Linked DNA regions of Mus musculus: region 1 is linked to region 2. The links are chromatin contacts, called in public ChIA-PET maps. All regions are on one chromosome and are shown on one strand. Each heading gives the region's core, a stretch centred on a gene start, on an enhancer-like site or on the middle of the called end of the contact. The rest is flanking DNA. Distances are from core to core; before and after follow the strand shown. Region 1 overlaps Anks1 (ankyrin repeat and SAM domain containing 1). Region 2 holds the start of AI413582 (expressed sequence AI413582).

The links. ChIA-PET counts read pairs in DNA pulled down with a chosen protein or histone mark.
Region 1: a contact with region 2 is called in an RNA polymerase II ChIA-PET map of memory CD8 T cells, with 7 read pairs. The contact joins the enhancer-like site here to the promoter of AI413582 in region 2. A contact is called at or near these places in 2 of 39 promoter capture datasets (the 3T3-L1 cell line and cranial neural crest), 1 of 484 Hi-C or Micro-C datasets (CD8 T cells), 3 of 115 datasets of contacts at active chromatin or transcription factors (bone marrow-derived macrophages, embryonic stem cells and memory CD8 T cells) and 1 of 9 other capture datasets (adipose tissue).

What each region holds. Positions count from the first base shown.
Region 1 is chr17:27,994,885-27,999,000 of GRCm38.p6, forward strand. It overlaps Anks1 (ankyrin repeat and SAM domain containing 1), which reads left to right. Exons shown (of 25, transcript NM_181413.4): 11 at 1,050-1,170. Among named protein-coding and RNA genes, the nearest start is that of Gm35290, 10 kb to the right of the region's middle. Within about 2 kb of position 2,512, at least 38 of the 459 cell types and tissues checked have an H3K27ac peak or open chromatin away from gene starts, as enhancers often do. A contact at or near this core is called in CD8 T cells and memory CD8 T cells, where this site is marked.
Region 2 is chr17:27,563,311-27,567,093 of GRCm38.p6, forward strand. AI413582 (expressed sequence AI413582) reads right to left here and starts at 2,417. Exons shown (of 5, transcript NM_001002895.2): 1 at 2,350-2,417; 2 at 1,252-1,440; 3 at 1,075-1,100; 4 at 839-944; 5 at 459-706. The coding sequence starts at 1,362. The coding sequence ends at 641. Hmga1 (high mobility group AT-hook 1) reads left to right here. Exons shown (of 5, transcript NM_001025427.3): 5 at 1-362.

The DNA of each region.
Region 1 (4,116 bases), core at 1,262-3,761, 430 kb after region 2:
TCACTTGGGCTCTGGAAGTTTTGTGCTCTAGCTTGATTGCTGGGATATAATTATCCTTAACTTGCCTTTAACCACACTGGGCTCAGGACAGGTGAGAAGAATCATCAGAGCAGGGGTCTCCGTACCCCTCCGTGTGCCACAGACGGCTCCTGACGCTCACTAACGGTGTGTCTCTGCTTGATCAGTGCTGTCTCAGCAGGTGGAGCTGCTGTTGCCCACAGAAACCCACTCCGTAGTTGCTGACTGTCAAGACTGTTAGAGGGAATCTGAAGTCACCTTATAACGTGGGAGAAAGCTAGCTTTGGGGTTGCTTCATTCCCACGGCTATTCAGGACTGCAGTAGCAAAGGAGGAGGAAGAGGATGCGGACAGGCCAGTTTGTGTCTAGTACCTGTGAAGGGTTGAGCATCAAGAGTATCATGTCTTCCTTTTGAGGTAGATACTGGCCTTTGGGAAGTGTAGGTGCATGTTGGAGAAGAAAGTAGTCTCCACAGAAAGCAGTGTGGAAGAGAGAGGGGAGGAAAGAGAGGCTTAGATTTGTATCGAAGGATAAAATGAGGTAAAAAGATAAAAAAAGAATGGTTTAATCAGGTTGTGGGGATTTCATATAGAAATTGTTTTAGGTTTTCCCATTGCTTCAACAAAATCTCCAAGTCTGGGTACATTAAAGAATAAAGACATTTCTTTGGCTCACGGTTTGGAATACCACGAAGCCAAGAGGAAGCAGCTGTGTGCTCATTAGCTTCTGTGGGAGTCTGACTGCATCACAGTGTGGAGGGTGTGTGGCAGAGGGCATGGGGGTGCCAGGCTCACATGGTAACAACTGAAGTCATCATGTATGCCACATAAGCCACAACTCCCCTGGGAGAGGATTTGTTTGAGAAGGCTCCTAAGGACCACACACCCACCAGGCCCCTCTTTTATGGTCTGCGTCTCAGCCTCATGCACTGGACATGAAGTTTCCAGAATGTCAACCTCTAGGCAAGAATCAGAGCTTTGTCATGTGCCACCTGCCTCTGTCCAACATGTCTGGCTATTTCTGTCTCCTAGGGCCTGGCTGTGAGACCCAGGATTCAGAGTAGTGCTCCCCAGGAAGAGGAGGAGCACCCATATGAGCTGCTGCTCACGGCAGAAACCAAGAAGCTGGGGACCACAGACGGGAGGACTGAAGGTATGCCTACCCCACTCCCACAGCACAGGAAGGAATGCGCTGCAGGGACGGTCAGGCCCCCTGTGCTCGGTCTCCTTCAATACCCGGACTCCATGCCCTTGAATGGATGAAGATGCAGCCCTCCCTCACGTGTAGCAGGGCAGGTGAGAGTACCCAGGTGACAGCTGAGGTCACCTAAGTGACAGCTGTGTGAACAGAATCCAGGACAGCAGCACCTGTATGGAGACTAGCTGGAGCCTGTCGTGCTAGCTAGCAGGCTAGGTTGTTTGGGTCCATGATGGGCTCTGAGTCCTGAGCAGGCTAGGTTGTTAGGGTCATGATGGGCTCTCCCTGTAACCGTAGTGCTTTGGCACCTCGGCCTGCTTGTGCTTCTGGATGTATGTTCTAGCCCTGCAGAGGGAGTGAGCAAGGGCGCCAGGCAGGCTGGAGGTGGTGTCTGCAGAGCCTGCCTCTCCCAGCTCCCTGTAGCTATGGTGCCCTCCACTGTGCATGCCTCGTGCCTCCTGTTGGCTGTTAGCTGGCCATAAATAGAGAGAGATCACAGGCCTGTGCCACCACACCCCACTGACAACTTCTTTATTGAATGTGCCTCTCTCAGTTTATGGCCATCTTTATAGTGGCTTTGAGATCTTAATTATTTTGGAGAAGTTCAATTTGTCCTTTCTTTTTTAATGGCTTTTTAAAGTTCATAATGTCATAAGTCGTGTGTGTGTGTGTGTGTGTGTGCATATATGTGCATGAATGGGTGTGGGGTGTGCCTGTTTCTACATGTACATGCAACATGTAGGTTTGGTTGCAGAGACTAGAGGTTGGTGTCAAGCAGCTTCCTCAGTTGTTTTCAATTTATTGATTTATTTTCTTGCCAGGATGCTCTGAAACTTGTACTCTGACCAGGCTGGCCTGGAGCACACAGACATCCACCTGCCTCTGCCTGGCTTAAGTTCTGATTAAAGGCCTGTGCCCTTAGGGCTGTTGGACCTTACATTTTGAGACAAGGGCTACGTTCTCCCACCCCTGGCTGGTGCTATAGCTACATATACCACACTTGGCATTTTCTAGGTAGCTGATCTAAATTGTAACTCGGGTCTTGTGCTCAGAACAGGCACATCACTCACTCTCCAGCCCCAGAGGTATTTTTTTTCTATACTTCCTTCTAGAAATTTTGTATCTCTGAGTTCTGTACTTGAGGTGTGTTCCATGTAGAGGAGTTTTAAGTGTGCATCTCCAGCCGTATGGCCTTCGAGGAACCCCTTTCCTTCATTGCACTGCCTTGGTGAGACTGCTGTTGTTCCACAAGCATCTTGAGCATCCGGCCCTTTGGTCTCGCTGTTTCCTCTCAGAACTGAGATGATGATTTCTACCCACGCTCGCTCGCACTGGGTCTGTGTGTGGGCTGGTGCAGACGCCCACGGCTCAGGAAGTCCGTCCTGCGGGAGCATTCTAAATGTAGAGCAGGCAAGGCTCTGGTGCCTGCTCTAGAGTCTGAAACCACAGGAGCCGTGCATAGTTATCCACACCTGTAATCCCAGTGCTCTGGAGACAGGAAGGGGGGTTATGGAGACAGGCAGGGGGATTACTGTGACGTCCAGAGTTGAAAGTTGTGTGGGGCTACAGTGTGAACCCCTTTCTAAAAGGATCGTGGGAATTAACTTTGGTGAAACAGGCCTGTGCATTTGAATTTGGTGCTTCTTGAAGAAGGAGGGCGATTCTTTTAGGGGCTTCCTGTAGAGTGACCACACATAGCCAGCTCAGAGGGTGACAGAGGGGCTAATCCTGGCTGCCAGATGTCCTTGTGGAAGCTCTTCTGTCCCAAGCTCAAGAATTCTCCCAGCTCCTGAGAGCTTTGAAAGAAGACTTAGAGTCTCACGCCTGCCCCTCTGCTCCTTGCTGTTCTGTCCTGTGTGTGTGCACCCAGCCTACAGGCTAGCCCTTTGTCGTGGCCTACGGCCTACAAGCTAGCCCAGGCTAGCCCTTTGGCCTGGCTTACTAGAACTTTCAGACAAGGCAGTGAGGCATTAACTCAGTATTTTCTCAGAAGCCCTGCATGTTCTCTCAGGGAGCAGAAACCACCAGCCCAGAAGTGAGCAGCAGTGGCCTGCAGTGCTACTGGATAATTCCTTTCTCCTTTTCCATTCATGTCATCTCTGTATGCAGCTTTTATGAACTGACTGATCTGTTTTCCAAGGGTTATGTTTATGTCAGCATTGATGAGACAGAGTTTGGGCCTGTAGTGTGGGCTGGAAGGGGAGACGCTTTTGGATTGTCTTGTTAATTATACTGGTATATACTCACTAAAAAGGAAAACAACAACAACAACAACAACAACAAAAACAAACATTGCAGAAATAGAGATGGTATGCTAAGGCTTTGTCTGTCTTTGTTCTGAGCTGTGTAAACATGGCCCCTGCCTGCCATTGCTACCTTCATGAAGTAGTGGCCCTGAGATAGTCATGCTTCGCTTAACCCAGTGTGGAATCGCATGTGACAAGCCACCTTGAGACTCCGCCTTTTGTACAGCACTTGTCTTGGTTCTTAAGTGTCAGCCAGTTCTTCCTCTGGCACTGCTGAAGATCCTCTCTCTCAGCTCCATTGTCAGCTATGCTGCTGCAGGCATGCTGTTTGTATGTGAGTGCGCGCGCACACACACACACACACACCCCTCCAGGACTGCACTCACCCCACAATGCACTGTCACAGTGATGCTAACAGCATAGACTGTGTAGACAGTGGGCTGTAGAGACGGCCCAGCCACGGTTAAGACACCACACTGCTCCAGCAGAGAACCCAGGTCTGCCCCTGACACCCACATCAGTCTGCTCACAGCCATTTTATCCAGTCCAGAGACACAGGACCCTCTTCTGTCCTTTTTGGGCACCTGCAAAAAACAAATCTTTTTTTTTGTTTGTTTGTTTTTTTGTTTTTTCGTGACAGGGTTTCTCTGTATAG
Region 2 (3,783 bases), core at 1,167-3,666:
TTGTTTTGTTTTTGTTCCATGTTCATTCTTAGATACCCACTATTGCTGCTGCTACCAGCGTCAGATGTTCATCCTCCTGAATTTGCCTGTATTCTCTCCCCCACACAATACACTCGAGGGGAAGGGGGGCTGGGGCGCAGCAGACTGGTTACCTACCCCACACTAAGGAAGATGGGGCCCCACCCCGTGGATGCTGCAGCAGAGTGAGGATGGGGGCCCACTTTGATGGGAAAAGGGTGTAGGGCCACCTCCCCTTGTTCTGTGGGGGAGGGGTGGCCAGTATTTGTCCCAGCCTGGGGCTTCCTCCCTGGTTTCTTATTTGCAGTTACTTGAATAAAAAACAAATAGCCTTTTCTGGACAGTCTCTGGTGTAAGGAGCATTCACAGTAAAAGGGGCGGGGCCGACTATGACCCTTCCCTGCCCCACCCTGCAATGGAGTCCACCCAAGGAGGGCAACTTGAAGCCACAAAAGTTTTTATTTACAAAACATATACACCTATACATCTGGACCTGTCACCGTGGGAATAGGCTAGTGTGGAAGAGCGGCTGCCTGGAAGGCTTGGCTCGGGGCCAGCTGTAGGTGGTTAGAATAGACAGATGCTCCTGTACCTATCTGGGTGAGTGGTGGAGTGTGGACGGTCATGTCTTGATGTCCAGCAGGGGCATCCGCTTGTGCTGGTAGCTGCTCTGCCAGCCATGAACCACCTGTCAGGAAGAGCAAGCCACTGCAGCCTCACTGCTGGCAAGTATTTGTAAGGATGACCCATGACCTGGTTGCTTAGAGTGAGGAACTGGCCTCCTGTTGCAACGTGGTTCTTAGCCAGAAATGTAGCTCACCTTGGGGTCTCCCACATCAGAGAGCAGCTCCTGCTCAGCTTCCTGGAGTTCTTCTGCAGGGTCATAGCTATACATGGGAAGCAGATGATGGCGAAGCCGGTCCACCCTGGGAGCGGGAGCACAGGAACCTCAGCCCCGCACTATCCGGTGTCTCCTCCCCTCAAACCACTGGGCCAGAAAGGAACCCATTTCTGCTAGGGTAAAGGGTATTAGTACCAGGGAGTTAGGGCACTCACCGCTTTTTCTTCTGCACATACATTACCTGTAACAGAGACACGTACTATGGGGCTGGGGAGGCGAGCACTGCCCAGTCTCAAGACCCACTTCCACACCCTTAATAACAGCCGAGATGCTGTGGCCACCAAACCAGGCCCACCCAGCAGCCACCCCAGGCAAGTCTGAGGATTCCTTACCACGGCCACCACCACCCCGACCAGGGTGATGAGGAAGAAAGGCCCCAGCACATAGCCCACCATAGAGTCGCTGTTGGCCTGGGGGGCATTGGGCACTGTCGTGTTACTCATGACATCAGTAGCCAGATGGCTGAATGGATGGACTGCATGGGCAGTGGTGGCCTCGGGAGGGCGCCTCCTCTGGGCTCCCTGGGGAGGAGGAAGGGAGGATATCAGCTGTACCTGTGGTGACAAGCAGGTCTGGAAATCCCGGAAAACTTAAAGCCAAACACTAATGACCCCGAGGTAACCAGACAGGCCCAGATCCCATCCAGGCTTGGTTCCGGCCCAGCGTCTTACAAACAAGAGGGTGTGGCTTAGCTTGGATGCCTGGTAGACATTTGCAGGTATCAACTGCTTGGGGAAGGTTAGGTGCAGGTGCACGGCTAAATGGAGAGAAAGAAATAGCTGGGCCTTCACTGCGGTGGAGGGGTGAGTTAGGATCATGTGAAGGGGTTCTGGTTCCGTTCCCCCACGGTATGAAGGAGCCACAGGCCTGCATCCTTGTCCCTGGTGTAATCCTATCCACGGTCCTCAGCATCGCTCTCAGGTACGAGTGTGGACATTGTGTACAGATGGACAGTATCTAATCTAGATGAGGTCACCTGCCTCTAGTACACCCGGGGCTCCGCCTATGTCCCTACCCTCTCGGCCAGGGCTGACAGGCAGAGGTGGAGAGGGTCGCCCCCATCGACAGAAACGCGATCATCCTCGGGCGGCAGCACTGAGATGGCTCAAGTTCCTGTCCCAGACTCTCAGAGAGAGGAAGAGGTACTGGCTGACTGCCTCATGTCCATGGGTCAGTTTTGCCAGTTCCCAGTTGCGAGCTCCCCGTCTCAGGCCGAGGGGGGCGAACCAGAACCGAAAAGGTATGAGGCCACTCTTAGGATGCTGCTGGCCCGCCTGGGTGGGCAGATGGTTCCCAGCTGCGGGGAGGATCGGGGGTATTGGGGAGGGGATATCGAGGGGCCGATGCCCGCCTAGATACCTTGGGACCCCGGCACCCCAAGCTGCTCCGTGCGGGCGCGCTGCTGCCCATCCAACCCGGCCATGCCTTACCTCCCGCCGTGCAGCCCTGACAGCAACACCTTGGGTTGGCCCCGGCCCCGGAAGAGTCCTCCAGCGCGTGATCAAAGGAGCGGGAGAGAAGGCGGGGCCTTGGCGCCCCAGTCCAGCATGGTGGCCAATCCGGATGCGGGTGGGCGGGCCGGACGGGGTCCTGCAGCGTCCACGCCGCGGCAGCAGGGGGCGACCGAGGGCCGCGCAGCGGGAAGGTTGCGGGACGGCGCGCTTTCCCGGCTGCACACGGGCGGGCGGGGCCAGTGGTCACCGCAGGATCCTGGCGACTGGTTGTCCGCGGGTAGAGGCGGTGGCCGAGGGCCTCATTCCTTTCTGTCCCCGCGTCTTCAAAGCAGGTTGCCGTGAAACTGAAATGATGGTGTGGGACTGGAGCCCAGCACATCCCTGTGGCCCGAATGCTAAGCTCATTGAAGCACTTTCCCCACTGTGCGATGAGGGGAAGCACAGATGGAGCAGCGGGGTCACTTGCTTGAGTCAGGGGCAGCTCAGTAAGCCTGTGTCCAAGCTGTGATCGTCTGATTATTAAAGTTACTTAGACTGGACAACTCTGAGTAAGAAGATCACGTTTGGGGGGGAGAGATAGATCAGCGGTTAAGAGCACTTAATTACTCTTACTGAGGACTCAGGTTAGGTTCCCAACACCCACGAGGTGGCTCACAACCATTTCCAGAGGATGCAATACCCTCTTCTGTGCCCCGAGAACACTAGGCAAAGCAGGTGATACCGGCAAAGCACATATCAACACGGGATGCAACAAAATTTATTTATTTAGTCCGTGACTAAGTCTCATGGCGATCATCCTTGCAGGCTTGGAACTCTCTGTGCGTCTGTGTGTGAGCCTCCTGGATGCTAAAATAGGCATGTATCACCATGCTGGGGGACAGAGCCCCCTCCCTCTTTCTCTTGTATCCCTGACATCTTGAATTCCTGATTCTCCTACCTTCAGGTCACCTCCTAAATGCTGGGATCCTGGGCTTCCCAAATGGTAGCCAAGCGTTCTACCAACAGCGCTACCTCTTTCTCCCTCCCACCCTCCCACCGTTTCTCCTCCTCTCCCCTCTCTCCCTCCTCCTCACCTCCACCCACCTCTTCTTTCTACTGCCAGAGTGTTGAGATTAAAGGCCCGTTCGTCACACCAGCAGGACATATAATCACAGCATGGAACCTACACTTACTCTGAGTGGGCATTATAGTTTATGCATACATACCTATAGTCCTGCCCCAGGCCTCTTCTCCCCCTGCCTAGGTTGAAAGCCATCTAACATTGGTGGTACTGAAGCAAAGCCTCCTGAGTCAATCAGATGGTAATCAGGACAAGGGACAGCCTAGGTGCCCTATTCTTGCACAGAAACCCCAAGGGGCAGATGTGAGGTACCCTGAGCTAGCCCCCCTTGCTACTTCCTGCCTGCCATG